2 separate regions of the Mus musculus genome follow, and region 2 is linked to region 1. Evidence: chromatin contacts called from public ChIA-PET data. All regions are on one chromosome and are shown on one strand. The core of a region is the stretch at or near the end of the contact, and the rest is flanking DNA. Distances in the headings are between cores, read along the strand shown. Region 1 holds the start of Tm9sf4 (transmembrane 9 superfamily protein member 4). Region 2 holds the start of Mapre1 (microtubule-associated protein, RP/EB family, member 1).

The links. ChIA-PET counts read pairs in DNA pulled down with a chosen protein or histone mark.
Region 2: a contact with region 1 is called in an RNA polymerase II ChIA-PET map of memory CD8 T cells, with 14 read pairs. The contact joins the promoter of Mapre1 here to the promoter of Tm9sf4 in region 1. A contact is called at or near these places in 6 of 39 promoter capture datasets (the C10 cell line, erythroid cells, liver and 3 more), 3 of 484 Hi-C or Micro-C datasets (CD4 T cells and natural killer cells), 6 of 115 datasets of contacts at active chromatin or transcription factors (embryonic stem cells, extraembryonic endoderm stem cells, memory CD8 T cells and 1 more) and 1 of 9 other capture datasets (liver).

Annotation. Positions count from the first base shown.
Region 1 is chr2:153,158,909-153,165,103 of GRCm38.p6, forward strand. Tm9sf4 (transmembrane 9 superfamily protein member 4) reads left to right here and starts at 2,393. Exons shown (of 18, transcript NM_133847.3): 1 at 2,393-2,663. The coding sequence starts at 2,649.
Region 2 is chr2:153,737,812-153,744,622 of GRCm38.p6, forward strand. It overlaps Mapre1 (microtubule-associated protein, RP/EB family, member 1), which reads left to right and starts at 3,476. Exons shown (of 7, transcript NM_007896.3): 1 at 3,476-3,608.

The DNA.
Region 1 (6,195 bases), core at 1,143-3,642:
TCTTCCAAGGTCCTGAGTTCAATTCCCAGCAACCACATGGTGGCTCACAACCATCTGTAACATGATCTCAGCACCCTCTTCTGACATGCAGGCAGAATACTGTACATAATAAATTTTTTTAAAAATGACCATCTTGGAGCTGGGCAGTGGTGGCACACATCTTTAATCCCAGCACTTAGGAGGCAAAGGCAGGTGGATCTCTGAATTTGAGGCTAGCCTGGTCTACAGAGTGAATTCCAAGACAGCCAGGGTTACACAGCAAAACCCTGTCTCAAATATATATATTTCCTTATCAATATAAATATCTTCTTTTATATTATGTGTAGGGGTATTTTGCTGTATATATGGCTACGCATCATTCACATACCTGGTCCCTACAGAGGCCATAAGAGGGCATCAAACCCCCTGGAAATTGGAGTTACAGACTGTTGTGCGCAGCCATGTTGATGCTGGGACTCAAACTCTGATATTCTAGAAGAGGATCTTCCAATGGTCTTAACTGCTGAGTCATGTCTCCAGCCCCATCAGTATTACTCTTTAACCAGACATAGTGGTAAGAAACTTCCAGGACTTAAGTTGCAGTAGAACTGGCCACAAGTCTGCAATTCAGAATTACTACAAGACTATCTAGTAAATCCATCCTGCTTCTCTAGCTCTGTGCCTCTTGGGAATATATCTGCTCTTTGGGATGGTGTGTTGGTCCCAGGCATTTATGGGTTTGTTTTTCAGCACTCATAACAATCCAACCCAATACTAAATCAACTAGGCTCAACCAAGTAGTTCTTTTGTTCCAAATATCAATAAGGATATTCACATGTTCTATATTTAGTTAGTAGCTTGCTAGGTTTGAACTGCACAAACTTATTTCCTTTATATGTGTAACTGTCAGGTGGGGTTTCTAGAACTCTGTGAGGAATGACATAGACCTGTCTATGCAGCAGGACACCCAGCCATATTTATATCCTTGGGAGGAAGGAGAAGCTTCAAGCCTCTTACAGCCTAGACACAGAAGTGGAAGACACTTATAATTCACTCTATTTGGTCAAAGCAAGTAACTTAACCCCAGCATTCAACAAGAGAAAAAAATTCACCTTTTGACAGGAGAACCAGTATGCTCATAACATGCAAGAAGGAGAGGCTTGTTAGTAGACATTTATGCAGAAAAAAATCCACCACGGTAGTAATCAGTACTGACCACAGTGGTGGTCAGAGCTCAGCTGTTCCTTGCCAAGGTGCAGAAGAGATAACTAAAAATCTTAAGACCAGTTTTGGCACAGTACTTAAGCAATGCTGAGTTTTCTGTTTAGCCCGTGGCTCTCTTTATGGCTCAGGATGGTCTTGAACTCACCATGCCTTCCTTCCTCAGCATCCTGAGCGCAAAAATTACCAGTGTGAGCCACTGAACACGGATAATGATAAAGATGATAGTAACGATGATGACTGAGGCAAGGTCTCACATGTCCCAGGATAACCATGAACTCTTCTTGCTGGACCTTCTGAGTTTGGGGATTACAAGTCCCAGTGCTAAAGATTAGGCAGGCTATCTGCTAAATTAACTATATCCTCAGAACTCATTACTACTCTCTTAACAGCTTTTTGGATCCATCTAAGAAGACCGCACTGGCTCTTTGTACACTTTACAGTGGTATATATGAACCAAACAGTCTTTCTCCATTATGATCCTTTGAGTCCTCCCCAGACCCTTTTAAGTCAATACTGGAAAGTTAAGTTTAAGATGGTTAAGTGACTTGCTTCAAGTCATACATTAAGCCAGTTAGAATGGAGAAGTCCACATTGAAAAATGTCTCCTTTCACTAAGTGTTCTGCTTTTCATTCACTCATTTAACAAAGCATATTGTTTGGGACACCTACCATATGTGTGAAGGAATGTACATACGTTATATAATGACAATTATTTATTGAATACTTTATATGATTGTGTCAGTGGATACTTAACATAAGCCAATTATAAAAATAATCTAGAGCTGGGCGTGGTGGCGCACGCCTTTAATCCCAGCACTCGGGAGGCAGAGGCAGGCGGATTTCTGAGTTCGAGGCCAGCCTGTCTCGGAAAACCAAAAAAAAAAAAAAAAAAAAAAAATCTAGAAATCTCTGCCCCATTTCACTGACGACAAAAACGCAGTGTAAGGGAAAGACAGAGTCCTACCTTCATAGTTATTACGGCCGATTAGTAAGACTATATTATAGTCAAATAAATATTTAAACATATAATTACAAATTACTCTAAATCAGAAGCTGTCAGAGAGGGTTTACCATGCTTTCCGTTTCACAATTAAGGTCCCGGGTAACCCTGGCAACGACTCTTTCTGCCAATACTAAAGAAAGCATCCAGGGAGCGCGCCTATTTCCACACACCCCCATTACCCACAATGCAAAAGGAGTAGGCGGAGGAGCGGGTCTGCCAGAAGTCAATATGGCTCCAATAGTTACACCGTACGTTCTCTTCACCTAGTCAGAGACCTCACTGCCAAGGCCAATCTGCCAAGGAGAAATTAAGCTTCTTTTACCTCCTCACTACTGCGACTACAGAAGAATCTGAAGCCAGGAGTCCCCTTAGTGGAGCTACACTCCGTAACCACAGAAGCACCACTTCCGCTGACGTCATCACGCCGACACGTGGATCCAAGATGGCGGCGGCGATGGTGAGTGAAGGAGACTCCGGGAACCGGAGCTGGAGCAGGGCCCCCCTGGATAGCCCAGGACCTTCCAGCGCCCCATGCCTGGTTCCCAGCCTCCTCCAGAACCCCTGCTCGGGTTACCCTTGACTGGGTCGGCCTCTACAAAGTCCCTTTCTCTAGCCTTGGCATGGCATCTAGGCTTGTCAGGGCCTGGAGTTTTAGGGGAGGTGCCGCTTGGAAGGAAGACTTCGGCTCATGCCTTCACGGTTCTCATTTCAGCTTTCGTTCCCGCCCCTTGTCACCCCTATTTCCCATTTCTTCCCCTCCAGGCTTTGTCTCCTCCCGAGAGGCCCCCGTTATTTCTGCCTTCGCTCCTCCTCCTCACGTTCATACCCAGCTCTCCACATACCCATCAGCCTAACCAGTCTGCGGGTGCCACCTTGCTCGCACCAGCCCGAGCCTTGTCCTTACCTGCACCCTCAGCGGTTCCCATAGCGCATCCCGCTTGATTGCTGCTGTACCAGGGCATCCCATGCCCATCATCCCATCCCCAGGCCCTGCCCTTCTCCTGCCTTTTCTGTCAAAATCTGTCTCTCCTAAAGTGCTTTTATCCGATTGGTTCTTAAACCCCACTGTGCACGGGGATCTTGGGTTGTTGGTGGGGAGGCATGTTTAAATAGTTTCCTGAGCATCACTCCCAAAGATTGCAATACCTTAGGCCATGCTCAGGAATCTATAGTCTCACAAACAGTCCTGTGTTTATAATGGAGGTGGTCCCTGGGTTACCGTTTAAAAACACCTCTGGCCCTGCCTGTCTGTATCCCCCTCCCACTCCACACAGCTCCTTACAGATAAAGGGTCACTATCATGAAGCTGACTAGAATTAAGTCTCTTTGTGGATGAGAGTGGAGGTAATATACCTGTGCCTGAAGGATGAGTCACTAGCTGACTTCTGTTTATCAACCACAGAATTAAGTTTTTGAAGGTCAGATTTTCTAAGAGAAGTTCACCTCAAATTCTGTTTGCCAAGAAATGAGAACAAAAGTCGAAAGTGAATTTTCCTGGGTGGTCTTGTACATTGCTGCCTCAGAAGATAAAATTAATTCCATCGTGGTAGTGAATGACAAGAAAGACTCAGAGAAAAAGCTTGTGACATTTGACTCTACTGAAGGAAAATTCTTGCTTAAGTTATTTGATGTTGGTTTTCTCTAAACAGGGCCAGGTTAATTCATGAAAGGAGTCTGTCCTGTTAGCAGACGGCTGACTTTTTTTTTTTTTTTTTTAAATTAGGTTCCTTGTTTATAACCCCAGAAATCAGGTAAAAATGTTCAAGGTTTTGCGGATTGTAACCCCTTTTGTGGAGCACTTGCTTGAGCGTACCCAGGAGCCTAAGTTCGATATTTGGCTCTGTTTAGGGGAAAAGCAGATTCAAAGCTTTCCCTGGTTTCTGTGGCCACAGACTTCAGTATGAATCATGAAGAGGGGTAAATCCCTAAAGTGGGATGTTGAAATCCTTTTTCTCCTTTATCACATTCAGAATAAGGCGAATGTGAAGCCAGGAAGTCACACCCTTTCTTGTTCATAGAGAGTTTAGTAAGGTGGCATTTATAGCACTGCACAGGGAAATTCCTGCCCTGTACAGAGCTTTTAAGAGTTTATAAGTTAGCAATATGTATTTCTGGTGTACGTTTCTTCATTCAGCAAATATTTGAATGTCCAGTGACTGCCAGGAACTAGGTATATGACTGTCAGAGGGTCATGGTCCCACCCTCGTGGGCCCACTCTCATTCCAGGAAACCTGCCTGGTGCTGCTAAATGCTGTGAGGGTAGCAAGGTGACGGGATGGTGATTGGCAGTAACTGGGCATCATAGCTGGGACGGACTGACAGACAAAACACAAACAAACAAACCAGCTTTGCAAAGAATGTCCCAGGCAAAGAAAATGGCAAGTGTGATGGCTGAATGACATGTTTAAGGAATCTATAGAAGACTTTTAACACCGGAACCATGGGGAAGGGTAGCGTAGCAAACAGCAATCAGGGACGAAACCAGAGACAAATAAGAACCGCACTTGCTAGAAGTAAGTGTGCTTGTGATTGGTGCATGGTGTAGCTCACGGTTAGCAATCTGTGTACTGGATTTTGAAATAGATTTTTCTATTAGGTTGGCTTCACTTCCTCCTACCCTACTGGGACAACATATCAGGGGAGCCAGCTTGTTCTTAATGTGCAGATAGACCATAGAAACCAATTTTTTTTGTTTTGTTTTGTTTTTTTGTTTTTCGAGACAGGGTTTCTCTTTATAGCCCTGGCTGTCCTGGAACTCACTTTGTAGACCAGGCTGGCCTCGAACTCAGAAATCCACCTGCCTCTGCCTCTTGAGTGCTGGGATTAAAGGCGTGCACCACCACGCCCGGCAGAAACCAGTTTTTTAAAAAGATTTTTTGTTTATGTGTATGGGTACACTGTAGTTGTCTTCAGACACACCAGAAGAGGGCGTCAGATCACGTTGCAGATGATTGTGAGCCACCATGTGGTTGCTGGGAATTGAACTCAGGACTTTTGGAAGAGCAGTCAGTGCTCTTAACCACTGAGCCATCTCTCCAGCCCCATGGAAACCAATTTAACTCAATTCAATAAATAGAGAATGTGGCACCTGGGAGGCTGAGGGATCTCTGTGAGTTCAAGGCTAGCCTGGTCTAGATAGTTCAGAGAGCTAGGACTATGTAGAGAAATTTAGGTAGGTAGGTAGGTAGGTAGATAGATAGATAGCATGAATGGAGAATGTGCTATATACTGAGCCCAGTTTAAAAGGCACTCAAGAAACTGCGTGTTCAGTGAAAAGGCACAGAAGCAAGTTTGTACAGAGGTGTATGTGGAGTCACAAGTAGGTATGAATTTAGTTTGTGCCAAGCACATTACTACACAGAAGTGAGTACTGTTCCCACCCCCTCATACATGTAAGCTATTTCATAACCATTTTGGGTGGGGCATATAGATCTAATTTGGAGTGGATCCACTTCTGAGGCAAGTCATACAGAAAGGAACTGAGCTAGTGGACTTGGTGGCCGTGTGAAAAGGCTGGTGATGTGGGGAGGCTGTTTTCCTTTGAAAGTTAGAGTTGTGGGTATGCAGTGCAAGGGCTTTTCCCTCCCTCGCTTACATTCATGAATGGCTCTAAGAGTTGTGCAAATGCTACCCAGGTCTACTAAGCACACAGTTAGTGTTTCCTGAATCTTCAGAGTACAACTTCTCTGGCCATAGGAAAAGGAAGCCAGGAGTTTGCCTTCTGCCCTGGATTCTGCACTGTATAAAGTTACAGCATAGAATTCATCTGGCTGGGCAGAGTTGAGAAGCAGACTCATCATATCTTATTACAGAAAACTACTCTTGGCAGTATTTTAATGGAACTTGGGAAATGCCCATTGAGTACATTCATGGGCATATAATACTCCACTTCCCTTATATCATCTCCTCACACTATCAGCTTCTATTATGGTTTTATCTCTATGAATATGATTCATATACCACAAAATTGCACCTTCTTAATAAAATAT
Region 2 (6,811 bases), core at 2,226-4,725, 580 kb after region 1:
GAAACCCTGTTTCGAAAAACCAAAAAAACCAAAAAAAAAAACAAAAAAACAAAAAAACCTTTACACAGGACTGTGGTAAAGCACTTGCCATCCATGCATGAGGAACACTGTTTGGATCCTCAGCACCCACCTAAAAAGCCTGGTGGGTAAGCAGCCCATCTGTAACCTCAGTACTTGGGAAGCGGAGATGAGGATCATCAGGGTAAGCTGACTGGCTAGACTAGAGAATTGGTGAGTTCTGGATTCAAGTGTGAGACCCTGTTTCAGTCTACAAGGTGAAGAGTGATAGAGGAAGGTTCTTGGTATCAACCCTGGGCTCTGTACCTGGAGATACGCATGCATGCACACAGGCACACATACAAACAATCAGGCATGAACACACACATACATGTGTATAAAAAAATTAGAGTTGCACAAAAGAAGAAAAACTTTATGCAGATCTATTTTCTCCCAGGGGTGCTGGAGAGGGAATTCAGGGCTGTGTGTGTGTTAGACAAAGACTCTGCTGTTAAGTTATGATCCCAGTCAATACATATCTCATTTAATCTCAAGTCTGAGCAGAGGCAGGGCTTAAACTCAGATCTACTAACTTTGCTACTTAGGATATGTTTCTAATATAAAATAGCATTATCAATGTTATTGCAAAGCATTTACAAATATTTTTGGTAGATTATTGTTATTGATGTTTCATTATAATGTTAATTTTTTAAAATAACACATAGCCTAGGCTGTACATGGAGTTCCTGTCTTCCTGACCCACTAAATTCCAAGATCACAGCACACTCTGCTCTTTCCTCTTGCTTGTATTTTTCGATATCAACCCTTTTATAAGGGTAGTAGCTCATCTTTTGGGACCAGTGTCAACTCTGGGGCGTCTTCCCATGCTGCAAAGCAAAGTCAAGTCTGTTGTAAGATGCTTGGAGTTCTACTTACCATGGAAACTGGCAGTGTGCAGGCTGGGAATGCAGCTGGCAGAGGCCTTGCCTAGCACACCCAAAGCCCTAGGTTTGATTGTCCAGCATCACATAGAATGGGCATGGTAATACACAGCTTTAATCCCAGAACTCAGGAGGGAGAGGCAGGAGGATCAGCAATAAGTCATCCACTGCCACCTTGTCAGATTCTTAGCCATTCCTGAGCTTCAGCAATTAGGACTAGGTCCAGGAATGGCCAGGAGGTAAGCACCTTGCTATACATACACTGGCTTGGCCTAGCCCTCAATCGATCTGTTAGTAAACCAAGTTTCGAGTCACTGATGTGTCTAGTTTGCCTCCTTTGCCAGAGTAGAAATGTTAGGAGGTCATAGGCTATGTCTAGTTTTAGCTCACCATCAAATGCCTAGGGTCTGTCTCTTTGCTTAGAGACAATAAATGCTGGCAGCCAGGCTTGGTGGTACAGGCCTGTAATCCCAGCATTTGAAAAGTAGTAACAGGAGGGTAGGAGTTCAAGGTTATCCTCAGCCACATAGGATGCAGGAGACTGATCTGGGCTATATTAGACCCTATCTCAAAAAGAATTATGAATATATAAATAAGTGGTATTGTGGCAGAGAAAGCATTCTGTGACCTGTGATTCTGGGCAAGTCAGCTGGCTTCTCTGAGCCTGTTTCCTCTGCTGTGAAGTGCTGCAGTTCATCTTTTCTTCCTATATACAAGCACTGAGACACAGTCTGGAGCTAGAACAGGAAATTGCCTCCATGCAAAAGCAGAAGATAAAGGCATTAAAAAGTAAGGAAACATTTGCAGTGCTAAGAATAAACCAGATGACATTGCAGGTGCTCTTACATGGTGACTTAGTTTTTCATTAAGGTGCTGTGCTGGGCAGTTTTATAACACCTTGACACACGCTAATGTCATTTGAGAGGAGGGAATCTCAATTAAGAAAATGCCTCCCTAAGATGAGCCCTTAGGCAAGCTGGTAAAGTGTTTTCTTAGTCATTGATGGGGGAATCTCATCAGCCCACTGTGGGTTAGGACACCTCTGTGCTGGTGTGGTCTAGGGTTGTGTACTGGCTAGTTTTGTGTCAACTTGACACAGCTGGAGTTATCATAGAGAAAGGAGCATCAGTTGGGGAAAGGCCTCCAGGAGATCCAGCCGCAAGTCATTTTCTCAATTAGTGATCAAGTGGGGAGGGCCCCTTGTGGGTGGGACCATCTCTGGGCTGGTATTCTTGGGTTCTATAAGAGAGCAGGCTGAGCAAGCCAGGGGAACTAAGCCAGTAAAGAACATCCTTCCATGTCCTCTGCATCAGCTCCTGCTTCCTGACCTGTTTGAGTTCCAGTCTTGACTTCCTTTGGTGATGAACAGCAATGTGGGAGAGTAAGCTGAATAAATCCTTTCCTCCCCAAGTGCTTCTTGGTCATGATGTTTGTGCAGGAATAGAAACCCTGACTAAGACAGGTTGTATAAGAAAGCAGGCTGAGCAAGCCATGAGGAGTAAGCTAGTAACCGACATCCCTCCATGGCTTCTGCATCCACTCCTGGCTCTAGGTTCCTGCCCTGTTTTCCTTCAGTGATGAACAGAGATAATATGGAAGAGTAAGCTAAATAAGCACTCTCCTCTCCAAGTTGCTTTGGTCATGTTTCATTACAGGAATTGTAACACTAACTAAAACAGGCGCCAAATCTTTTTTTTTTTTTTTAAATTTAAAGGCAAACAATAACTGTGTAGCTCTCTGGCTGGCCTTGATCTCAGAGATTCTCTTGTCTCTACCTACTGAGTCCTGGGATTAAACGTTCATACCACCACAGTTATTTGTGGGCATATTTGCGTGTGTGTAGGCATGCGAGTGGCACTGCCCATGTGTGTTAGTCAGAGGACAACTTGCAGGACTCGCGTCTCACCTTCTATCAGTGGGTCCTGGGGTTTGAACTCATGTTGTCAGGTTTGGGGGCATGCACCTGCTAAAGCATTTCGATGGCCATTTTTTCTTTGTTGAGACCAGATCTCGCTGTGTAGCTCTGGCTAGCTTGCTACTGTAGACCAGGCTGGCCTTGAATTTACAGTGATTCTCTTTCCTGTCCAAGTGTACACGAGTGGCCTAGCACTCCCAGTTTTTTCTTTCTGAGACAGGGTCTCGTGTACCTCAGGCTGAACTCCCAGAGAGAGGGTCTGGGATGATGACAAAACGATTTGCTGGCAAGATAGGTGTGTTCCACCACAGCTGCCATCTGTGGTGTTGGGGACTGAAACCAGGGATTCATGTATGCTAGGCGAGCTAACCTTCCTCCCGAGCCTATTCATTAATCCATCTTGGTCAAACGAATTTTCTTCTGGGCTACAGCAAACCAGAATGTGCAACTGGACTCCGCCTCCTCAGAGGACTCACACGTCATTGGTCGCAACTGACCACGTGCCCAACAGGCTTGCTCCCCGCCCCCGGGCATGCCAGCTGTCGATCAAGCATTCGGCCCCGCCTCCGGCTCGCAGGCCAGTCCGTCTCTATAAAAGGCCGGGCGGGAGATGACGAGCCCCTGCGTCGGCGCGTCACGGCGGGGTGCGTGTGAGGTCATCGCGCGCGGGCGGGCGGGGTCCGACGGTTTGAACGAGACGAAGACGGAACCGGAGCCGGGCGCGCGGACGGCGGACGCGGGTCCTGAGAAAGCCGGTGAGGCGGCTGGCGGGCCCGGGCGGCGGCAGCAGTCGGGAATTCACGGGAGGCGGCTCCTCGTGAGCAGTGCGGAGCCGCGCGGGCAGTGGGGGGGAAGGGCGGGGCCGCGATCCGGTGCGCGGCCTGGGCCGGGGGCGCGCGCTCCGTTGTCCCGGGGGCGGGGCGTGGGCCGGAAGTGGGGGCTGCCTAGTGGTGACCGGCGAAGTCCTGACTTTGCGGCTGGGCCTGGAGGGTGTGTGCCCACGGGCGCGCGCGCGCGCGCGCGAGGGGCGCGGTGGGGACCCTGGGTGTAGGAGGCGTCGTTGCATAATGGGTGGGAGTTGGTCCGCGGAGTTGGCCGCAGAGTGCGACCTTAGGCAGGCGCTTCAGCCTCCCCGTGCCTCAGTTTCCTCCTCCGTAAAATGGAGACAGTAGAATTAAGCACAGAAAGGTTTCAGCTCGGTGCCTGGCAGAAGTCAGGCGGTCCGCGGGTGGTGGTTGAGTGCCTAGTAAATGCTAGGCCCCGGTCTCATCAGGGAGTAGACAGGCAAAGACATGCTTTCTAGGAGTCTGCTTTGTGGGTAGAGAGCCAGGAAGCAAGAAAATGAATACATGGCCAAGATAATTTCTGTAATTACTGTAAAAGGGCGATACCAGTACTGCAGGGTATAGCCTGACCTCTGCATCTTGGCGATGAGGATCCGGTGGCCCATTGAGGGAAGTTCAGCTAGGCCTGATGTCTGCCGGTGATGGGATGTCTTGACTAGCATTAATCAAGATAGCTCTTTAATGGGCACTTGTGTATAAGGCATTGTGTTAAGAGCTTGATGTAGCATTGTGTCATTTAATAGTCACATTGCCTTGAAAAGATGCTATCTTTATTCTCTTTCTTTCCCCTCTGTTGTGTTTTGCTCATTTTATTTTCTCTGTGGGGCTGAGAGGTGACTGCAGTTCCCCCACTGTGCTGAGCTGCTCATCATTCTTTTACAGAGGCGAGTCTGAGACTTTGGGTAGGGAAAGGACTTGCCTTACGTTGTCCAGCAAGTAACTCAACTCCAGAGTCATATCCTGTGTGCTACTCCTCCTTCTCCATCTAGAAACTGTTTCATACTTTTGTGGTGTCAAAGTGCCAGGACATAGAAGCTTGGGAGGCGGTGTGCTTTTCTGATACTTACCACAGCTCTGTGAGGAAGGTAGGGTCTTATTCATTTTACAGGTAAGCCATTTCTGAGGAAAGGAGACATGTTTCATACAGGGTCACATAGCTCTTTTTAGTGCCACCTCCCTCTTGCCTTTCCATAGGACTCTGGATGGTACTTGGAGAGGAATAGGGTGTACTTTATCCTACACTGAATTGAAGTGGGTAGGGAGCCAAGTGTGGTGAACATGCCTGTAGTCCTTACACTTGGGAGGTAGATGCAGGAGGATCAAAAATTGAAGGTCATCTAGCTATTGAGCTAGGTCATGAGATAGTGTGTGAAAAGGCTGACTAGAACTAGTTAGGGAGACTCCTGGGAGAGTCACTGAAGGGAGAGAAATACTTGAGTAGACGGAAAGGGGATTTTTCTTGTGGTTGTACCTTGCTTAGCTCAGAGAGCCCTGAAAAGGTGGGGTATGTGTTGAACTCAAGGGTATTGCACTGAGGCTAAGCAGTGGACATTTTTGTTAGTTGTTCTGAGACAGGACCTTATCTTGTACCCTAGGTTGGCCTAGAATGCTCTGTGTCCCACACTTGTCCTGAATTTGGAGTGGTGTCTCTGCCTCAGCTTTTTGAGTGCTATCTAGGTTTATGGGCATGGGCCTTCACTTCTGGCTCAAACATTCTTACCAGAAAGTGAGAAAGAGCTTTGCTGGAGAGGTAGGCTCTGTTTTGACTGCCTGGAAGAGTCAATTAATTGGTTGAGTGAGTGGATGTTTATTGCACATCCACAGGGTGCCTAATCCCATGTATTTAGTGGCCACAGAGCTCGTGGAGCACATGGGACCTGGTATTAATGTACTGCTAATGAAAGAGTTTGAAATTACATGGTGGTGAAGGGCCATTAACCTTTTCTGAGCTGGGGTGTGGTCAGGAGACACATGTGGCTTTACCAGCTGCTTTTATTTTATGATAGCATGAGACACACAATACCCAATGTGTACATATAGACCCAAGCTAGATGGTAAGTGCTCAGTCTGAAATCACATCACTCAGTCTGGATGGCTCTTATTGGTACTTAATAGCATTCTGCACAGAGTATGCATTTTATGTGTTCATCCAGGGTTTTTTAAACAGGAGAGAGATACCTCATGTGATTTGTGATTCAGAAAATTCTTTCTGGCTGCTGTGTAGGAACAGATTGAGATAGACTAATTTGAGTGAGGGCTTGTAGGGGATCTTGAGAGGTGTTGGCAGCAGATATCAGGCACAGTTTTTAGCACTGAAGATAGCATAAAAGAGAGGCAGTCTCTGCCCTGACCTCGTTTGTAACTATGCTTAGGTTTGATATGATGCCAGCTCTGTTTCCTTCCTTACTTCATACAGCTCTCTGTGAGATCCTTTTCAGATGGTTGTGTTTAGAGCTGAGCCACACTGAGTTCAGTAACTTGCCTAAAATCACAGCTAATGGAATGGATTCATGTTCAAGTCCAGGTCCTCCAGTTTTGTCCTGGCCTAAATCTGGTCTCCTAATTCTGGGAGGCTCAGAAATGGAGGAATAGTGTCAGTTTTAGTGTGATAATTATAATCCCAGAGGTTTGAATGAAGTGCTATGGAGACATGAATAATCTACCTATGCACTGAGAAACTAAGTTGTGCTGTTTTGTGTGGTAGTTCTGTCAGCTGATTTTTGGGGAGTGTATAGAGTGTTGAAAGTTAGCTTTCTGAAAAGTTTATGTAGACACCTGTATACTGGCTGGTTTTCTGTGTCAACTTGACACACACTGGAGTTACCACAGAGAAAGGAGCTTCAGTTGGGGAAGTGCCTCCATTAGCCTCTGCATCAGTTCCTGCTTCCTGACCTGCTTGAGTTCCAGTCCTGACTTCCTTTGGTGATGAACAGCAATGTGGATGTGTAAGCTGAATAAAACCCTTTCTTCCCCAAGTGCTTCTTGGTCCTGATGTTTGTGCAGGAATAGAAACCCTGACTAAGACAGCACCTTTTCTTCCCCCATATTCTGAGACAAGCAACATTTACCTAACACTCATTCTGTTCAAGGCCCTGTGTGAAGTGTGAGGTTGT